3 separate regions of the Mus musculus genome follow, and regions 1 and 3 are each linked to region 2. Evidence: chromatin contacts called from public promoter capture Hi-C data. All regions are on one chromosome and are shown on one strand. The core of a region is the stretch at or near the end of the contact, and the rest is flanking DNA. Distances in the headings are between cores, read along the strand shown.

The links. Promoter capture Hi-C pulls out the DNA fragments that hold promoters and counts their contacts.
Region 1: a contact with region 2 is called in a promoter capture Hi-C map of pre-B cells. The contact joins the promoter of Katna1 here to the promoter of Zbtb2 in region 2.
Region 3: a promoter capture Hi-C map of cranial neural crest shows a contact between it and region 2. The contact joins the promoter of Lats1 here to the promoter of Zbtb2 in region 2. A contact is called at or near these places in 1 of 39 promoter capture datasets (cranial neural crest) and 1 of 484 Hi-C or Micro-C datasets (CD4 T cells).

The regions. Positions count from the first base shown.
Region 1 is chr10:7,724,182-7,727,528 of GRCm38.p6, forward strand. Katna1 (katanin p60 (ATPase-containing) subunit A1) reads left to right here and starts at 1,819. Exons shown (of 11, transcript NM_011835.2): 1 at 1,819-1,942.
Region 2 is chr10:4,386,275-4,389,467 of GRCm38.p6, forward strand. Zbtb2 (zinc finger and BTB domain containing 2) reads right to left here and starts at 1,834. Exons shown (of 3, transcript NM_001033466.3): 1 at 1,571-1,834.
Region 3 is chr10:7,679,415-7,682,838 of GRCm38.p6, forward strand. It overlaps Lats1 (large tumor suppressor), which reads left to right and starts at 1,795. Exons shown (of 8, transcript NM_010690.1): 1 at 1,795-2,036. It also overlaps a transcript of Pcmt1 not described here.

The sequences.
Region 1 (3,347 bases), core at 569-3,068, 3.3 Mb after region 2:
CATTGCTGTGAAGAGACACCATGACCACGGCAGCTCTTATAAAGGTGAACATTTAATTGGAGCATGCTTACAGGTTCACGGGTTCAGTCCATTCTCATCATGGAAGTTTCCAGGCAGGCATGGCTGGAGGATCTGAGAGTTGTAAACCTTGTTTCAAAGGCAAACAGGAGAAGACTACTGTCTTCCAGGTAGCTAGGAGGAGTGTCTCAAAGCCCATCCCCACAGTGGCACATTTCCTCCAACAAGGCCACACCTACTCCAATAAGGCTATGTCTCCTAACAGTACCACTTTCCTGGGCCAAACATATTCAAACCACCACACACTGTAAGTCACCTTTTGGGGGTTTGTCTTTCTATTTCAAACATTTTCACTGACGCCAGGCACAGAAGCCCATGGCTGTAATGGGGACTCTTAAGAGCAGAGAAACTATGAGTCTGAGGTCAACCTGGGGTATGTGATAAGTTCCAGGCTAGGAGAGGTTATAGAGTGAGACTTTGTCTTGAAACAGCAACAAACAGGTATGTGGGAGTAGGTGGATGGGTGGAGGAACATCCTCATAGAAGCAGGGGGAGGGAGGATGGGATAGGGGGTTTCCTGGGGGCCAGGGTGGGAAAGGGGATAACATTTGAATTGTAAGTAAAGAAAATATCTGGATGGCTCAGCGGTTAAGAGCACCGACTGCTCTTCCAGAGACCTTGAGTTCAATTCCCAGCAACCACATGGTGGCTCACAACCACCTGTAATGGGATCTGATGCTCTCTTCTGGTGTGTCAGAAGACAGTTACAGTGTACTCATATACATATAATAAATAATTCTTAAAAGAAAAGAAAATATCCAAGGAAAAAACAACAACAAAACATCACTGAGGTATAATTTACATAAACTCAAATTACAACTTTCATTTCATGTGTAAAACTGTACACCTGGGAAGACATCTCCACTACAGAACATCATTCCCAACTCCTAACTAACTCCCACCCGGATACTTCTGATTAGTTACTACAGATTCATCCTGTAGGTTCTAGGATTTCCTATATATTTAAGTATACCATATACATTCATTTTGCACCTTTGAGAAGCTTTTAAATTATAATCCGGTTTTATAAATTAACAGGCCTTTGCATTTGTATAGATTATAAATCCATCTCTTGGAGTAATTGATCTATATCTCTCTAAGTGGTCTTTTTTATTCTTGCTGATGTGCTGATTATAGTTTTCTGTGCTCTGTGACACTAACGTTCACATCTACTAGAGCAGAAAATATATTTTCTATTTTTGGTGAAAAATTTAGAAGACTTTAAACCCTGTAAAACATTATTTCATATATGCAGTGGCTTGCCTGCATGCATGTATGTGTACCAGTTTGTGCCCTGTGTTTTGTGATATAGGAAGAGGGTGATGGATCACCTGGAATTGGAAATAAAATCTCACCCCTTAGCATGTCTTGAGAGTATTCGCGTTACCCTGACACATGGGTCCCAGGCTTCATAATCCTAAGTACCGGGCTCTAAAGCAAGATTTGTCATAAACGAATTGCTTGAGCACTGACACTCACCTGTAAGAGAGCCCCTGACCTCCTAACCTCAGAGCAGCTTAGTGTAAATCTCCTGCTAAGGCAGAGTGAAGAAGCCCTGGGAAGAGATAATGGTCCACAGAGTAAGTACTGAAGTAGGCGGGGTATTGCCAAGTCCTTCGCCCCGCCTACTTTCCTTCCCCACGCCTACTCCCATTTCCTAGCCGCGGCGCACAGTGCGCAGAAGCACCCCGAGCTCGGCCACGCCCCTCCGCAGGTTCCGCCTGCGCGCGCACGCCCGTAGAGCACGCACTTCCGGGGCGTGTCCCCGCCGGTGCGGGAACTATCCTTTTAAGAGGGGCTTTCCCGGTTTCATTTCAACTTGGTCCCGACCCGGAGCTGCGGCGGGTAGCCTGGGCTGCGCTAGGTGAGTGCTCGGGCCTCCAGGCTCCCTGTTCCGCCCCCGCGACACCCGACCAGGGAACGCGTTCGAAGCTTTCACGCCCCCATCCCGAAACTTCCGCCTTGTAAAATCCCCAGAGCCTGGAGGTTGGGGTTCAGCTTCTTTTCGTACAGTTTGTTAGGTTGGAGTTGTACTGCTTTCTGGTGGCTTACTTCTTTCTGTTGTTTCTCCTTTGTGTTGGCCTTTGTTTTTAGTTTTAGATTTATTGCTATTGTTGAGTATGGTGTAGATGTGGGCGCGTGAGTGGAGGTCAGAGGACAACTCTCTGGGGTCGCTTCCCTCCATCCGCCTTTACGAGGGTCCCAGAGTTGAACTCGGGTAGCCCGGCATGCTGGGCAAATGCCTCTACCTGCTGAGCCCCCTCACCGGCGTTTGTTGTTTTGTTTTTGTTGCTTTTAAAGGTGATAATATTGACGTTCTTTCTCTCTCTCCCTGGCTGTTCTGGATCTCGCTCTGTAGACCCGACTAGCCTTCCTTTACCTCCTGGCGCTGGGATTAAAGGTGTGTGCAACCACGCCACTCTTGGGGTTAGTTTCTTAATCTGAGAGCCTAGTGTTCTCATGAAAGCTTTTGGCTTTTTTGATTTGGCGCTGTGGAGAAAATTTATCCCAGGAAGCATTTGTTTCATTCAGTATGTGGGTTCAGTGGCATACAAACGAAAACTTGTCTTTCTTTCTTTCCTTTCCTTTCTTCTTTCTCTTTTTTCTCTTCTCTTTTCTTCTCCCTCTCTTCTCCCTCTCTTCTCCCTCTCCTCTCCCTCTCCTCTCTCCCTCCCCCTCCCCTCCCCCTCCTCTCCTCTTTCTTTTCTTTCCTTTCCTCTCTTTCTCTTTCTCTTTCTTCTCTTTCTCTTTCTCTCTCTCTCTCTCTCTCTCTCTCTCTCTCTCTCTCTCTCTCTCTCTTTCTCTTTCTCTTTCTCTTTCTCTTTCTCTTTCTCTTTCTCTTCTTCTCTCTCCTCTCCCTCTCCTCTTTCTTCAGTGTCTCTTGTAGCCAGAGCTGGTCCTTAACTCCGGATCCTTTTGCCTCTGCCTTGTACTGCGTGTAGGCTAGGCTTGTAACTGTTGCCAGCCCTTATTTGTTTATTTATTTATAGACAGTGTCCTTTGTAGCCTAAACTGGCCTGAACTTCTGAAACTCTTGCTTCTGCCTGGTACTGGGATTACAGGCGGCTACACTTCCCCCAGTTCAAGCTTTTATTTAGTAATCATTAGTACTTTTTATGTAATTAGCTCCCAAGAGAACAGTGATGCCTGCCTGCCTTTCTTTTCTCTTTTCTTTTCTTTTCTTTTCTTTTCTTTTCTTTTCTTTTCTTTTCTTTCTTTCTTTCTTTCTTTTTTTGTTTGTTGGTTTGTTTTTTTGTTTTTCGAGACAG
Region 2 (3,193 bases), core at 584-3,083:
CAAATCAATTCTCTTTATGCCATATTTTATTAAAACAATACACCCTGAAGATGAATAAAATCTAGGCGCTCGCGCTAAGTGGGCCAAAGGTATTGTATGATGATGGTGGGAAAGAACAATACTGACTGGGAGAGAGACTCCCCGAGGTGTGATTAAGTTGTTCGAGAAGTTGGGTGGGAAGTTCTCGCAGCAAATAGCCTGTCAGGCACAAGATTTTTTCCTCTTACTGCTCGGCTGCGGGATCTAATTTGCAGGAGTCTTTATAACCCACTACCAGCTAAAAGCAACAGAAAGCTTGCACCCTACACAGCTTTCAATTGTGCATGCACTCTGATCTGTGAACGAACGGTCTGGGAGCTTGTGCTTAACGCCTGCAGCAACCCAAACCCCTAACTCCCCGGCACAGACTCTCCCAGCCTGGCCCAACAGGCAGAGGAGGGCGCGACCGCTCCGGCTGCAGCCCTAGGCAGCGAAGACCCGCCCAGGAGGCCTTGGCCCCGCCCCGCAAGGGAGGGGGCGGAGCGGGCGGAGCGGCGTCCGGGTCCGCCCCAGGGGCCCAGGGGAGGGGGAGCAACGCACTCTGGTCGCGCCGCTCGCTCGCTCGCTCGCCCCTCCCTTAGGCCCCGCACGCTCGCGCCCGCGCCCGCGCCCGCGCGCCCGCGCCCCGAGTCCCGCGGCGCCCAACACAATGCCGACGCCTACGCCTCGCGCGCGCACCGCCCCGGCCGGCGCCACGGCCCCGGCGCCAGGGGCGTGGTGGAGGGGCGGGAGGGGGGAGGGGAGGGGAGCAGCGCGCGCGAGAGCCTCAGACAGCGCGAGACCCGAGGCCGGAAGCGCGCGTGCGCGCCCCCGCCCGCGAGCGGGAGGCGGAGCCGTAGCAGTAGCGACAGCAGCTGTAGGAGCCGCTGCAGCTGGGAGACGCGCCAGAGAGGCCGGGCCTGCTCCGGTCCGACCGGATCCCTCCCCTCCCCCTCCCTGCTGCCTCCCCTCCCCCAAACCCACTTCCGCAGCTCGCGGCCTGGCCGCCGAGGCGGCGAAGACAACAACCCCGGCGGGAGGCGACGGCCGAGTACGCACCTGATGGGCCCACCTGGCGGGGCTCCGGCGCGGGACCGCTCACCGGCAGCCGCCCGCTCCGGACGCCCTTGGCCGCGGCGGGCAGCAGACACCGGCGACTAGGACCGGAACGCGGAGCGCCCCCTCCCCTTGCGCCCGCCCTCTCGGCTTCCGTCCCCTCCCCCTCCTGCGAAGCCCCGGATGGAGCGGCCGCGACTCGCCGCCGCCCGGCTGCCTGGATGGTTTTGTCAGGCGGCTAGGGCCCCGGCGCCTGGCGCCGTCGCCGCCCCCGCCCCGCCGGGGCCGCCCCCGCCCCGGCGCCCCGCGCGCTAGGGCCCGCCGCCTGCCTTCGCCGGGAGCCCCGGGACCGGGAGTCATTCGTCGCCTTTGTTGCCACGGCCGCTGCCGGAACCGTTTGCGAGCTCCGGCGGCTCCCGCCCCTCCCTGCTGCTTCCCGGAGCCCGGGCCGGGGGCGGCACGTGGGCCCCGGGACGCGGTGGCGGTGCGCGCTTACCTGTCGCCGGTGCGGGCGGCCGCGGCGGGGCGTGAGAGGGGAGGCAGAGCCGGGCGGCCTGGCCTAACTGTCCCCGCCGCCGCCTCTGCCCCGCGTTGCTGCTGCTGCTGCTGCTTGCTGCTGCCGCCGCGGTCGGTGTCTCCGGCGCGGCGGCGGGCGGCGGCGGCGGGGCTTTTCCTGTCCGGTTACGTTAAGGTCACATGACCGAGAGAGCGGAGCGACTAGTGCAAAGCGGCTGAGAGCGGCTCCCGCCGGGGGGGAGAGGCGGCGAGAGAGCAGTGGCGGCAAGAGCCCCTCCGCCCCCCCAGCCGCTCCCCTCCCCCCTGCCCGCCCGCCTCCGCCTCCTGCTGCTCTGCCGCCGTCGCCGCCGCCGCCGCCGCTGCTGCCGCCGCCTGCAGCTCGGCGCTGCGGCTTCCACCCAGCCTGGGCTCGCGGCCCCAGCCAAAGTTCTGCAAGCCATGTGCAGCTGAGGCGAGGAAACTTCTCAGCGGCCGGGCCCGGAGGCTGGCGGCCCGGCCCCCTTGTTTACAGAGTGTTTAGGTAGGACCAGTCCTGCCGCTGCAGACGGTCTTTTCAGGGGTGCAGAGGGAGACGCATGCCCGTTCTCCTGTCAAGAGATGCTTGACATCTCTTGGCTCTCTCTGCCTTTGTCCTTGGACTGCTCCGGGTTAGCTATTCGTCCGAAGATACGGAGTTGGGCTGTTGTTGATCGGTGCTGGCTGAAAGTCATACAGAAGTAGCTATCGTTGCATGTCCTGTGTTGCGAGGTCGAGGTGCTTGCTGCGTTGCATAGGCGACTTGTAGGCTAAGCTGTTTCCGTTAGGATTGAGTGGGATACTTCCCTGCGCGTTAAGCTTTGTGGTGCTTTGCGCTGTGTGCATTTGGACAGGACGATACTCTGGTTGACTTTTGGTCTCTTGAGGATCTAGTGGAGTAGAGTCAAGAGTTGCCATCCTGTGGGGTGTGTTAAAGGGAGATTCTGAAACAGGTAACATGGCGGGGGAATTGGAATGCCCTGATTGAACCTTCTTAAGGGTTTAAAGTTGACCTTTTATGTTTCCCTTTTGCTAGAAGTTGTGCTTCAGGTAGTACAGTTTTATCCCTTTTGCGTGCTTGAGTTAGTGGTTTACTTTACATAGCTTAGATTTTACGCTTGTTTGTAAATAAGTGCTGGCAGCTAACACTTGGCTTGCCAGCACAGAAGTCTGTAAGGACCTTGATGCCAAACCCGTTTGGTTTTGAAAGTCAGACTCCTAGCACAATGCTGTACACTGACTGTGCGTCCTAGAAACCTCGAGTGAGTGTGCTTAGCAATCCAGTTGTATGTACACCTACTGATGACTAATTTCTTCGAGGATGTAAACATCTGTGTAGCTGTAGTGTTGCCCAGTGTGAGTAACAGATCCCGTGGATACCTGCCTTGAACTTTCCTAGCCTTTGATCAGCTAGATGAATGGCTTGTAGAGTGCTTAAACGTCTGCGTCCACAAACGAGTCCTGACCGTGACCTGCGAGTTCTAGGGCATTATCAGTAAAACAGCAGTGCTGTCCTTCACACTGGAATGCTCTATTTCCTTTAGAAAGAGACCAACATGAATGTGATTTGTTGTGTAGAGAGAGTCAT
Region 3 (3,424 bases), core at 545-3,044, 3.3 Mb after region 2:
GCACCCGTGGCACACACATTCAAACACAAAACTAGCCAACAGGAAACAGGTATATGGTAGGATGCTGTGCACACAGGGCGATATGAGGTTCAGCTATTTCAAAGATGGCAAATGTTGGCTTTGCCTCTTGAAAACTACCTAGATCATATGCCAAGATTCCCCAGCTTTTCAATGCATCCTTCAATGCATTTATTTCCAAAAACAAATGTTTTCACATCAATGCTTGTGAACAATATACATTCTAGATAGTTTTCTAACATCTAAAAAAGAATGACCTAATATAAAAAGTGTCCCAAAGGTAATTCTGATTTTTAAAAGTTGGAAGTATTACACAATAACTGCATCTCATCATTGCAAAGTTGGTAATGCTGGTGCTCTCCCAGACTTAGCTCCAGGTTGGAGGCCTGAGTTTAGGCCCTGGCCTGGCCTGGCCTCCGCTCCTCTGCTTCTTTCCCAAGGGTCTTTTCACTGCACCCTGGCTTGTGCGGTGACTTAGCCCTCTCAAGAAGCAGCTCCAGCTCTCTGTGCTTAAAATATTTTTAATGGTTCAAATTAGCAGACATAGTCCATTGAATTACACGTCTTAAAATTGTACCTACCTACCAAAGCACAAGGTAGGGACCTTGATTTGTAGGACGATCCCAACAGCATAGTGGGGCTGAAGCCACATTAGGGATTTTTACTATGACGACAGAGCTAAAGCAGTGGCAGCGACTACATTAAAATATTCCCTTGTCATCTAAATTTGACCATCTGAGGTTTTCATAGTTGAACTTTTGGATACAGTACCTCAGAAAAAAGCAGAACTGGGCTTCATGGAGCAGGCTTGTTATCTCAGCTACCTTTAAGACTGAGGCTGAAGGATCACAAGTTCAAAGCCAGTCCGGATAACAGTGAGGCCCAGTCTCAATGAAAACTATAAAATGTTCTGAGGATATAGCTCAGTGGTAGAGCACTGGCATAGCATGGTTCAATTCCTGGTTACACTGGGATGTCAACGTTTTTACTTTTTTGGTCTAACACAAAATAGAGTATCTGAAAAAAAAAATAATTGCATGTATTACCTACCAGCAAAACTGGGGACTGTGTTCATATTTACAGGTGATAGACAGCCCAGTGTTGGTTGGCACCATTTAGATTCTCAGCACTAGGAAAGGTGGAGTGGGGTAGGAGAATGGGAGTTTTGGCACACACGCTGCGGCCTAGAGATCCTCTACGTGGACCTAATCCCCCGCAAAAGAGAACAATGCATTAAAAGACCAAAGTCAGTGATGCATCCCGAACAGCAGATTCAATTTCAAGAGAAACAGAACTTCTGACAGCGGCCCCGTTACTCGTTATGGCTACAATGACCTCTCCTGCAGATCCGCTGGACCGAACTCTGCAAATCCACAGGTCCAGTTTCAAGAACACTCCATCTGGCTAGTTCCAAAACCACATTCGCTCCCAGCTCTGGAAGACTCGAGTTTTATTCAAGCTCTAGACATCTTGCCTCGTGACGTCCGCGGTCTCGGAGCGCCGTTCACCGCCCTTTCCTGGTGCGACCCACGCTCGCCGCGACGCGCCCGCGTCTCCGTGCGGAGCCAGAACGTGGTGGTACAGACTCCACTCTCTGGGCCACACTCACCCCGGCTCGGGGAAGCGGGCGAGCGAGTCTCGGTCGGGAGGCCACAAACGGAGCGCTAGCTCCGGGGCCCAGCGGGGCGGCCTGAAGCCCCCAGTCCTCGGCCCCCGCGCAAGCGACGCCGGGAAATGCCCACATCCGGGAAACCCGCGGCGGACGGCGGCGGCGGCGACACGGAGTGGAAGGCAAAATGGCGGCGGCAGCGATGGCCTGGTGCTGAGGGGAGAGCCAGGTCCTCGCGACCCCGCGTCGGGCCGCGCTGGCCGGCCGCAGCCCCCCGGCGTGTGTCCCCGCCCTGCCCCATCCCGAACCCGGAGCGACGCTAGGGGCCCTGGGGGACGGGCTCCGGGCCGCCGCGGCGCCGGCCCTCGGGCCCGCAGCGGCTGTCCAGAAGCCTCACCGTCCCCTGCAGGTAGGTCCGGAGCCGGCGCCGCGGGTGGGGCTCGCGCTCCTCGGGAGTCCCTGTCGGCGGGGCGGTGGCCGGCCGGGCCCACGCCCATCCCCGCTGGCGGGGGTCCAGGGGCCGCGGTGGCCAGGCGGGCTGAGCCGGCCGGGTCTGGGCCTGACTGGGGCTGATTGCGCTGACCGGAGCCGAGCCCTGCCCTGGGGAAGCGGAGGTTGGCCGCACCCGGCGCCGCAGGGAGAGCCCGGGGGCACTGAGGCCTCCGAGGTGCGAGCTGGCCTGGGAAGAGCGGGCGGGGGCTCGGGACGACAGCCACCCCTCCCCGCTTTAGAGGGGAGAGGAGCGAAAGGTGGTTTTTTTCACGCAAGGTTGCACCAAACCGGCCTCACTTCTTTGGCCTCGCAGCGGGCCTCCCGTCGGGGTCCACCTTTGAAGCAGTCCTGGGAACCTCTCCAGCTCGCTGCAATTTGTTAGCTCACCGCTTAGTGGCAGGGGGTGGGAGAGACGTGTCACTTGTTCGGGTGCTTTTTAAGTACTGGAAAACGAAGGAAAGACAGTAAGGGAAGATTGTTTATTGTACCTGGGGAAAAAAGTCGAAGCGAAGGAAAGAATAACTCTCCGATGACTTATCCCAATTCTCCCACTAATGCAGTTGGAAAATCACTTTTCTAAGGGAACGAGGTTAAAATATTTGTCTCCATTTGTAAATATGACTTTTTAAAATATGTGTATTCACTAGAAGTTACAAGTCAGATGAGCAGTAAGTACAGTCTCACACAATATGGTATCACTCAAGGTTTGGAAATTAGCCCAAATGCCTGGCATGAAGGTTGTCAGAAGTTTATGGATTATTTATTGAAGGTTATTATACTTTTCTTAAGACAGGGTCTCACAATGTATTCCTTAGCCTGGGACTCAATATGTAGACCATGCTGACCTGGAACTCAAAAAGATCTGCCCGCCTCTGGGGTTGGGCTGTGAGCCACCATGCCCCGCTAATGTTAAGGTTTTTAGTCCTTTAAAATCAAATTTTCTCCATGAGGTATGACTCTCTTCTAAGATATCTTTAGTTTTTATTACCTTAACTAAAGTTTTCTCTTACCTAGTGAGTAGTCAGGTAGGTAATATGGTTGAGGTGATTCTCCAAGGCAGGCAGGCAGGCAGACAGGCAGGCAGGCGAGGAATCTGTGTTTCTCTTATAGGCTGTTATTGCAATAAACTAGATAGTGGCACAGGCTGGAAAAGGCGCTCTCTTTCTGTGCCTGATTATTGATTATGACTTGAGACTCTTCACAGAAGTCTTTTTTTTCTCCTAAACTGTGTGTATGATATTTGGCTTTATTTTCATCATTTAAGTTTCTGTTTTTCATGCTAGTCTTTGTTCTATATACATATAA